Linked DNA regions of Nothobranchius furzeri: region 1 is linked to region 2. Evidence: chromatin contacts called from public Micro-C data. All regions are on one chromosome and are shown on one strand. Each heading gives the region's core, a stretch centred on a gene start, on an enhancer-like site or on the middle of the called end of the contact. The rest is flanking DNA. Distances are from core to core; before and after follow the strand shown.

The links. A called contact is a pair of places that touch in the nucleus more often than the background predicts.
Region 1: a Micro-C map of tail fin shows a contact between it and region 2, with 9 times the contacts expected there. The contact joins the promoter of LOC107391562 here to the enhancer-like site in region 2. A contact is called at or near these places in 2 of 2 Hi-C or Micro-C datasets (skeletal muscle and tail fin).

What each region holds. Positions count from the first base shown.
Region 1 is chr4:1,960,693-1,966,500 of NfurGRZ-RIMD1, forward strand. LOC107391562 (E3 ubiquitin-protein ligase SMURF2) reads right to left here and starts at 3,226. Exons shown (of 20, transcript XM_015968921.3): 1 at 2,960-3,226. The coding sequence starts at 3,011. LOC107391593 (importin subunit alpha-1) reads right to left here. Exons shown (of 11, transcript XM_015968953.3): 7 at 5,707-5,808; 8 at 5,101-5,334; 9 at 4,818-5,000; 10 at 4,595-4,744; 11 at 4,134-4,258. The coding sequence ends at 4,172.
Region 2 is chr4:1,914,245-1,919,674 of NfurGRZ-RIMD1, forward strand. It overlaps LOC107391562 (E3 ubiquitin-protein ligase SMURF2), which reads right to left. Exons shown (of 20, transcript XM_015968921.3): 10 at 5,385-5,430; 11 at 4,869-4,922. Among protein-coding and RNA genes, the nearest start is that of LOC107391544, 36 kb to the left of the region's middle. Within about 2 kb of position 3,292, at least 1 of the 3 cell types and tissues checked has an H3K27ac peak or open chromatin away from gene starts, as enhancers often do. A contact at or near this core is called in tail fin, where this site is marked.

The DNA of each region.
Region 1 (5,808 bases), core at 1,976-4,475, 46 kb after region 2:
CACATACAACACGCTTTAAAGACCTGCAGATACCCGACATGGGCAATAAACAAAGGAAAACAACAAACAAAAACAGAAAGCAAAGAACAACCCAAAAAAAGAACCAGAAACCCAGAAAGACAAGAACCAAAACCAGTGATAACCCTACCATACATCAGAGGCATAACGGAAAAAATAAGAGCAACAATGAAAAAACACAACATAAACACACCAACAAAGCCATACACAACAGTTAGAAACAGATTAGTACACCCAAAAGACAAAATATCAGCTGGACAAAAATGTGGAGTCATCTACGAAATCCCATGCAAAATATGCAATAAAACATACATAGGAGAAACCGGACGCCAACTCAATACTTGGACAATAGAACACAGAAAGGAGTGCGAGAAAGAGGCAAATCGTAAACACACAAGAGCAGCAAAAGAAGAAGCAGAAAGTACAATAAAGAAGTCACCCGTAACAGATCACTGCTTAAGAGAAAACCATATAATGGACTGGGACAGCACACGGATCATAACCACTGAACAACAAAAATACAAAAGATGGATCAAGGAAGCAATAGAGATAAGGAGACGTGGATGTGGGACCATGAACAGGGACAACGGAGTTTACACGCTGGACCACGCATGGGACTGCATCGTCGGAGAGGGGAGAGCGGGCAGTAGAGGGCGACAACGTCCTCTGCTGCCCGCAGATAAACGGAGAAGGAAGTGACGCGCCACCATCAGCGTCAGCCTGAAGAAGCCGGCAGCTGTCGGCGAAACCGTAGCTACAAACAGGTAAACAAAACTGTTTCTGTGTTTAAAAAAGAACGAAAGCATGGATTTACAAAGACACAGCAAGAACACACCTAAGAGATTATCTGTGTCGATAAGTTTGTATCTGTCAAAGGGGTTTCAGTATTAACAAGAGAAAAACCGCACCGAGACACAGACACGCCAATGTATTGTGATGGATGAGACAGAGGACTCAGATAACATCTCTTGTGTGCACAATGTCTAACTGGTAATGTTGTGGCTGGACTAGGAATCTGTGTTTTAATCACTAACTTCCTGTTTTTTTTTGTTGTTTTTTTTTTGTTAAATGCACACATGCAGGTGCACGCGCGCACGCACACACACACACACACACACACACACACACACACACACACACACACACACACACACACACACACACACACACAGTAGACCTAAATACAAAAATGTGGTCGACACAGAAAAAAAAAAGTTGTAAGATCATTTCCATGCAGGTTTAGTTACTTGCTTGAATGCTAACAGAGAACTGGCAGAAATCTAATATAGGCATTGATGTACAGTGTAGCAATGAGACCTCAAGAGAATGGGAGATTATTTTTTCCTGTTCTACATTTTGTCATTCTTGTTTAAAAACCTCACAATTCTATCCAGTGGAAAAGAAAACTACCACAAACTTAAGAAAATTAGACAAAGGAAGCTATAAGATAGATCATTTTAGCTGTTATGCACAAAAAATGTTGGTAAAAGGTCAGAATTCACACACCTGCAGTAAAATAAGAGTTTACAAACAGAGACTACCAGGACTGAAGGGATCCAGTTAAGAGTTTTACAAATTTTTATTAGAAAGTCAAAATTGGAGCCCTCGTCGTGCTGAGAAAGCATAGATGTTCTTTAAAGTAGGGATGCACGATGTATCAGCATCAATATCGGCTGATGTTAGTAATTTTTAACATATTGGCTTTGTTCCAATAAATAAAACTGGGCCGATATTAACAACCCATAATTTTCCATCTTGTTTCCATGTGTTTTTCCATTTCGGGGGGGGGGGGGGGGTATTTGTTTAGTAGTGTGAGAGTGGTTGTAATCATCGCAGAAGTGTAAACAGGTGTGGTGTGTGTGTGTGTACATGATAATGTAAATGCAACTTTAATAATTTTCGTTCTATAGAAAATCTGCTTATTTTAGAAGCATTAATGTCAGTATATCAATATCGACAAATATCAGTTATCGTCCATAACTGTGTTATTAATATCGGTATCGGCCCAAAAACATTATACCGGTGCATCGCTACTTTAACGCATTCATCAACAAAACCACAGAAAGTGCAAGCAAAGCTGAGAAGATTTGAGGCATTTCTTCAGCACATCAAGTTCTCTCAGCCTCCATGAAACTAAAACATGTCAAATGAAATTACACAATAATGCAAAATAAAAACTGGACTGCCATGTCATATTTGGTAGCTTGCACAAAGCTTTAGACATAAATGATGGCACAAAAGTCTAAATGCAACGCCGCTGCACTTTGAAGAGAATTTCTAAATCATATCATCATGGCACTGAATGAGTACGAACAGGAGAAACTCTCTAAGGTTTCACATTCTTTAGATTCCGTCTGAAAACCATTGCCCAAATGGAGAGGAGATTAGACAGAATGATTCAGCTTTACTTGATTAAAATTGTCAAAAAGTGGTGGCTAAATTAGTAAATACTAAAACTAAATTTCTACTAAAATAGCATAGAACATTATTATAAGTCTAGATAAAACGCAGCAAAAACATGAGTATTTAGTAAAGTAAATCTTAATATGTAAATACATTAGAATGATTAGACTGGTTTTCTTGTAATTTGCTGCTTAGAAAATATCACGGCCATTGAGAATGAAACAGTCTGTGTTTGATTTATTTTCTAAAGTATATTGAAATTTCCATAGATAGATGCGTTGCGTTAAGCACCGACGTTAAACATAAACAATGTAGTAGTCACAGCTGCGGCGAACAAGGAAAGAATGTTGCACTGAGTTGAATTCAAAACATTTAGGTATTTAAAACACTCCACGTGACCGATGAATGCGTTTTAAAAAGCATAGTGCCTAAATATGTGTGCGTTTAGCCACTCAGCAGATATACCGTGAATAGTTAGCATGAAAGCTAACCAGCTAGCATGGCTGGTTAGCTAAAGAAGGGGTTTAAATTCGCTTACCTGTCAAGCGCAGCTTTACTGGGCCGTTTCTCCTAACTCCTTGGTTCGACATTCCCTTTTATATTCCACCTTGATCAACTTTGTCGAAAAAGTGTCTAATTCATTTGTCAACGTATGAGTTTCTCAAACAGGTATCTTCCAAAACAATCCCTGTGCTAGCTGGGGTTAGCTCATAGTATCACCGTCGCAAATCACGCTGACTGTGCATGCAGCATAAAGGTATCGACATCAGATAGCTAAGAATACTCGCACCAACGAGGTCCATTGTCACCTATAATAACGTTAAAATACTTCGTTACATTCCCAGGTACTAACTGTGCCACGAGAATCTGACACAAAGTACATGAGCTGGTTGTCCTCCATCCGGGACAGGCGTCTGTTCTTGCCTGCTGCTAAACTGAAGTTGGTGATGATGGCGATGATGAAGGCTAAAAAACTTCAGAAAGCAGTGGAGGTACATCCGGTATGTTCCTTCCAAAGTAAAACACCTGAACAATGTCATTTCTACGTACAAAGGCAGCTTCTGTAATACATTTCAAGTTTTTTTCTAATATTCTCCACTATCGTTTCAAAATAAGACTATTTCCATGTCGCGACACAGAACAGTAATAATGAATAAAATGTTGAAATGTGTGACTGATGGAAATTAGTGCTGTGATTTGGTGGGGTTATTAACAATCAGGATGGTTTGGTGCATGCTACATCAAATGAATCTGTTAACAGTTACGCCAAGACAAAATATTTACATATTGTATACATTAAACAGTTCAAATCAAATAAGATATTTAAAATCGACAAGTTTTTCTGAAACGAAATATCAAGAACTAGTAATAAAATAAAAAGCATCAAGTGTTATATAATAAAAAATTAGCCGGCATGCAGGTGCACGTTGTATAAATAAATCTATAATCTGAGTGAAGTTCTACACTTGGAACACCAAAACAACGAGCACAGTGCCACCTAGTGGTTATAGAAAATCCTCTCCCAAATTCCTCTCAACAATGAAACTTCACTTTACTTTTTTCCACCGAATGCAGTTCCCAGTGTTGTGAACCAGTTTCTATTAGTAAAACAATAAAGACAACAGGCTATAATAAAAATTTTAATTACAAAATATTTTATAACATTTTTTTAAGAACCATTATGTACAACTTTAAAAAGTGAATAGCAAAAATGAAAATATGATTTTTATTACACTACAAAGTACACAGTTCAAAACTGGAAAGTACTTTGATTGTCAGGAGCATGGAAGACACAGTGGTCCGGGTTGGCCTCAGGAATCCCAAACTCGTCCTCATTCTGGAAGATAAAGAGAACCAGGAGAAAAAATGTGTTTCAAGATTTCAGGTTTCACGGATTTCAGGAACTTCTGGAAATAAAACTCCAGATAGAGGGTTGAAAATGTGACAAGCACACAGGTGTAGTGTCTAATCTTCACTAGTAAGATTAAAGTTTATCTAAAACTAAAAATTGGAAAACTGAAAATCTGTAATAAAAAAATAAATCAACCATAAGTTAAACATTTGCAAAAATGGTGAATTTTGATCACTGATAAGTTTTTTTTTCCTACCAAAAATTGGATTAATATACTGAAAGTAAATCACATAGATAATCTGAATTATTTAAAAAAAATACCTGACCAGAGAAGAATCTGTCAATAATGGTGTTGGAGTACTTATAAACAGACTCATTGCTGTGGAACTGCAGTGCTTCAATCTTTTCCAAATCGCCCAACTTCTCAATCATCAGACACACTTTCTCACCTTCACCAACGCTTTCTGCCATCTGTACAAAACAGGAAGACACAAATGTAAGAGCAACAGTTTTAATGATCCTCCAGCAGCATCTGGGTTCACACCTGTAATATATTGCTGATTGCTTCCAGGATGATCAAGATAATCGTGTCGTCTTTGACCGTCAGTAGATTGAAGAGAGGCCCGAGTACATTGCAGCGGTAAAGGTAAGACACTTGATTCAATGTCCCAACCTTGGTTAAGTTGATGACAGCCCAAACAGCCTCCAGCTGTGTCTTATAATCTGCCTAAACACGGAGCACAGAGATTTTAGTCAATGAAGGATGTGCTCTAAGAAAGAAACACATCAGCAGCAAAATGTGATTTTCCATCTCCTCTTATTCTGACCTGCTGGAGGATCTGTACCAGCAAGGGGATCAGGCCTGCATCGATGACTTCCTGAATCTGGGTTGCTTTGCCTGAAGTGATGTTGGACACAGCCCAGGCCGCTTCTTTCTGGATGTTGGACTTGCGATGGCAGAGCAGAGCAGGGAACACTGCCAGGGCACCTGCGTTAAGAACACACTGAGTCTGCTCATTTGTCCCGGTCACGATGTTACCAAGTGATCTGAGAGCGGGAGCCTGCGAAGAGAAGAAGAGCAAGTTGATTATGTGGGCATTTGAAACTCAGCCACCATGCATGAGGCAGCAGTTAAATGAGCATTAAAAGCACAAATACTAAGATGTGGCCATCTTCAGCTTCAAAATAAAAACAAACAATAAGAGGCTGAAATATTATTAGTAGCATGAAACAGAAACTGGTATTAATGTCATAAATAAACAAAATGAAGACATTAAATCTGTTTCCTAGCATCTGCAAATATGCTGTGATGCATCTTTGAAGTCAATCTATCAAAGCTTTATTTATAAAGTGCTTTTCATACAAAGATTGCAGCTCAAAGCGCTTGGGATTCAGTCTCAGACATTTGTGCATCTAATCTTGAGTCAACGTACCAGAATAGAGTGTTCCCCACAGGAGAGGAGCTGTACGAGTCTGGGAACCAAGCCAGTCTGCACCACCACCTCTATCCTCTCGTTGGACCCACTGGTCAGGTA
Region 2 (5,430 bases), core at 2,042-4,541:
AACCTCCGTATCTGGAGAAACTGAGTTTTGAGTGGGAGTGAATTTGGTCTGCTATAAACTACAAGTGATAGTTTACAAAACCACATCAGACGCAATCTTGTCATGTCTTCGTACCCTTATCGGAGACTCTTTTGGATCTGAGATGTCGGGCAGTCCGTGAACCCCACAGTACCGAAGTTCGTAGAGAAACCACAGTACGACCGGGTCAGTCCAGAGTCATCTCCAGGTCACGGCAAACAGGTGGACTTGTTTTGCATCTATGGAACAACTCTTAGGGAGTGGGAGCTGTGTCAGCTTTGTTCTGAAGGAACCGTTTGCGTCAGCTGTAACGTGCAACAGGTATTGACAGCTTGTCAAAAGATGCGATGGGAGAAGAGGCTTCCTCTGACTGCCAGTCAGAGTTGGGCTCAACTGAGTCACTCAGGAAGTGATTCTGTTTAAATAATGACCATATTTTGGTTTACTGACAAATCAGAATTTGACCTGTAAATGGGTTTTGCCAACAACCTCAGATACACACCTCGCTCAGATATGAAGATGCTGATTTTGTGGATAAGAAAATATGTGCAGTGACGTTAATTTTAACTTGCGTCATGGAGATGGTGAGTGTGTCTTGTCCAGTCAGTGCGCTGATTAAGTATATGGGTCATATATTTCATTTCATCCTTATTAATCTTTCAATGTAATAATAACACATTCCTTTCAACTTCAGTAATTTAAGCACATGTTAATCAAAACATTTCATTTAACCACATTGTCCATTTCCTTATATGATTAGTTACTCATATTGTTCACTTCATTATATGATTTAATTATGAAAGTTCATCCTTGTTCTGTGAAGTAAAGCAGTCTTAGATAAGAGGGAGCTTGCGAGGGGCCTTGGACAAACAACAGTATCTTTCTTGCAGATTAAAGGCACCAGTTAAGACTTATGTCTCCAAATGGCCAGATACTGAAGAGGTCAGACTGTAGGTGGAAAACTGACCATTTTTGGAGTCTACAAATTTCAAAATAAATGTTTTCACCTACAAAATAAGTTGAAAAATAAAGTAAAGCTTTAATTTAAATAGGGATGTCTGACAATATCCCACTAGCATTATTATTGGTAGATACCAGCATTAAAATGTAAAATCAGAAATCAGCATCAGGTTTTATTTTTTAAAAGGGAAACTAGGCACTTTGGCTTGCTTTTAGCACCCCCTGGTATCTGTTTAGTGAAACCGAAAGTGAAACTACTCTCCTCGCTGTGCGGTTGTCTTTTTAATGCCTTAATCTAACAGATGAAATGTCTTCTCAGCTTTCACAGTGTCTACAGGAGTGATTCATTATTTCATCAAACAAACCAGCTGTGTTCACGATCTAAAACATGAAGGAAATGTGCTGGAAGCAGACCAGGGCTAGGCATGTCAGCTCCACTTTTATACGTCCAGCAGGAAGCAGCCTGCCACTCTGAAGTTGCAAGGTTGGTATTCTGGCCACAGGGGGCGATGGGGGTCTGAGTGACATTTTATTAACCCTGTAAAGCAGGACTTTACAATTCCGGGCCTCAAGGGCTGGTATTCAGCACGTTTTAGACATTTCTCTACTCCAACACTAGATCCACTGGTTGAATCACCTGTGCAGCAGCTCATCGGGCTCTGCAAAGGCCTGTTAAACACCTGCTGATAGAAATCAGGTGTGTTGAAGCAGGGTTAAACCTGAAACGTGCTGGATACTGGCCCTCGAGGCCTGAAATTAAACAGCCCTGCAGTAAAAGGTCATTTTAGCCCATTCCTCAAGAAAATTACTTAAAAATGTGAAAAAGTTGCATAGTATTCCTTTTATGACAACTTTTACATACCATACTCATAATTAGGAATGTAAGAAAATATCAATATGGCAATATATCGTGATATTTTTTCCAGCAATATTGATATTCAAAGCCGTGTATCGAAAATATCGATATGGCAATATATTGTGATACTTTTTCCTGCAATATTATATCAATATTCAAAAGCAGTTTATATAATTTATGGAAGAATTTACATGCAAACATTTGTGTATTTTCTTTTCTTTTGGTGCAATTCAAACACAGACCGCTAGTTGGCAGCAGTGTGAGATGGGATTTGTTTCCAACATTGAAATGTAAATCCCTCTATTATGGTTCAGATACCTCATGTTAAACATGTTACGTATCAGTTTGGACTGTTTATTGAATTCTCCTATATTAAATTCAGTCTAAAAAAATCACCAATATTGTCTGGCTGAATGTATCGCAATATATCGTGATATATTATATCGTCTCCCCCGTATAGTGACACATATCGTATTGCCACAATTTCACCAATACACATTCCTACTATGAGCAGGGATGTGCTCAGCTCAGCTAACCAGGATTTGCTCATCGTCCCAAGAACAAGGCTGAAAACAAGAGGTGATAGGATCTTTTCTGTCCTAGTTCCAACACTATGGAACAAGCTCCCACTTGTTGTCAAACAGTCCCCATCACTGCAGGTCTTAAAGAGTTGTTTGAAGACTTTTTTTAATCGTTTGGCTTATATGCAATATGGATTTTTAGAATTTTAGTCTTTTATAGTATCCGTTTTGTTATTTTAGTCACTCTTTTATGGAGTTTTAATCTGTCTTATGGTCTCGTTGCTCTTTTGTTGTTTTCATGTTATGTTCAGCATTCTGTAAAGTCAGTGGAAGGCGCAATACAAATAAAATTTGATTGATAATATATACCAAACTCTTGCTACTTATCTTCTAATTCAAAATAACAAAAAGGACCGATACAAAGTTTAGTTTTTGAGATGTTTTTGTTTGTTTGACACTATTTGCCCTACTTTAATTGCAGCAGATGTCATATTTTGCACAGATAATGATTAAAATTGAAGTATCAATGATGGGAGCTATGTGATGGTAGCTAGCTAAAATTATTTAGTTTTTAATTTTTTTTTATTGGATATCCCTGAAAAAGCAGTAAATTCCTAATTTTAACCCAACGTCTGATGCTCTCATCGTTGTATTTGATAGAGTTTAACCTTAAAGAGCAACTTTTGTTTTTGTAACATACTTTATGTAATCAGGACATTTTCTTCTGATGGTATCATCACGTATCTTTATGCTAAATCTAGCTGGAGAATAGGCTTGGTCTACCACGTGGAAAAAGTCATGTCCTTTAACAAAGAGAACACAAAGATTCACAATAAAGTTCTGCTACAGTCTTTATGTAGCTCTAGCCTCTGGATTGTCTCCTCGACTTGTTTTCTGATTGTAAGGAACGCCTCTATTGTGATATAACTGGTATTTTTAAACACCAGTACCAGCATGTGGTATTTAGCTGTTCATCCAGGTCACGTCTTGCAGAGCTGCATTACTGAAGGGTCATCAAGGGATTAATTGCTTGCTTGTGTCATCAACCCCCATGAGGGTGTTGAATGTTCTGATATTTCATTCTGATGTTGGATTAAAGAAAGAAGTCCTGAATCTGTGTGAGACAAGTGTCTAAAAACAGGTCTGGGGTAAGACAGATAAAGGAAGAAATGACTAAGAATAAAAGTTGAGGGAGGTTAAAGGGAAATGAACAAATAAGGAAGAGATGACACATGAAACAACAAAGACTTGAAGTGGGATGACTGGTTGGGCTGGTTTCTCTTTGCAGACCAAAGGCTTTGAACACAAGCATTGTGCATTTTTGATTTTCACTAAGCACGAATGTGTGTGTAATACGTGTAAATATTATATCTGTAAATGTGGTCGCTGTGCTGTTTATTTACTCTCACCTGAAGCTTTTTCCAGTTTATCCACCTGTGTTCTTGATGCCCTTTCGCCTAGGAAAATGCGATAAAACTGCCCTTCCACTCCACCCAGAGACATAGATCTCAGCACACCACCACCCTAACCCTCTGCCTGGAACTGGAACTCAAGCATTTTTAATTTTTATTTTGTATTGGATCCTTTTTGGTGTTTAGATGTGCACACAGCAACAAGCTGAACTCCACATTACAGCTAATTAAACTCGACCTTTTCAGCGTTCTAAAACATCATCTGGACCCCATCAATCTCTTCCAATAAGGAGTGAGACGAGCAGTTAATGAAGCTGATGGGAGCACATAGCGGAGCTTCAGCTCACAACCAGAGCCGGCTCACACACATATGGATACTATTTGACCAAATGACCAGATGTTGATTTCCCAAACATGTTTATCCTGCCAGACGCTGTTATTGCAGAAGGTTTAGACCAGAAAAGAAAAGAAGGAAAAATCTGCTTTTTTCCTTTGTTTCTTGCAAAACCTCCTAGAAGGAAAAAACATAAATTTTGTTTACCGTGCTCATGCAGCCCGTGGCTCTTGTTTACATGAGAACCCTCGGACATTTCTCTAATTATACTCTCCTCTGGACCGAGTGTCACGTCAAAGAGAAAATAAGAACTGATGGTAAGCTAACAGCTGCTGCGTCAACACGTGTTTTGCGTTTCTCTGAGTGGGGTCGGCACTACGAGTCCCGCTCCCTCTGAGCTGATGATCCTCGGTGAAGGCAGGTTGCTGACAGAAGGCATAAACTATCTCACACACACACACACACACACACACACACACACACACACACACACACACACACACACACACACACACACACACACACACACACACACACACACACACACACACACACACACACACACACCTGTGTGTGTGCTAAGAGAATTGTTCATATATATTACAGACCTTGTCTAAGCATGCAGGCATGTGTTTATTATCTGCTTGCAATTGTGTGTACATATATTTTTCCCCCCTTTTCAATGTATAAATGTATGTGTGTGTGTGTGTGTGTGTGTGTGTGTGTGTGTGTGTGTGTGTGTGTGTGTGTGTGTGTGGGGGGGTTACCTGAGGTTAGTATTCTGGCTTTCCGTGGCCACACGGGAACCATTTGGACTTGGACTGCTGGAGAAAAAGGAGAAGAGCAGAGAAAAGGAGAGAGTGAAAAGCAAGAGAGGACCACAGATGGGAAGAACACAGAAAGAGATGGATGGCACGAGAAGAGAGGATTGGAGCAGAGTGAGATGAAAAAGTAACAAAAGGAGGACAGACGGGACAAATAGAAATCAATAGAGAGAGAGAACAGAACAGAAAACAGAGATTAAATTTTTCCAAAAGCAGCTGCAGGAAACCAATGAAATTATCTAGAAAACAGTCCATGTTTGCAGTCGTGTTAAAAAAACAGGGAATCTGGTATTAAACAGAAATGTTGCCATATTGAGCTGACTCAGCAGTTATAAAGTAGTATAAAGACATCTCAGGACAGATGAAGCTAGGTTAGCATTTCTTTGCTGTAATCAAACACTATTTGTGATCATGCTACCAGATATAAACTAAGTGGCTGAAAAGAACTTGTTCACCCACTTTAGCACTAGATGTAGGTTAGCAGAGAGTCGCGGGTCTGTGAACT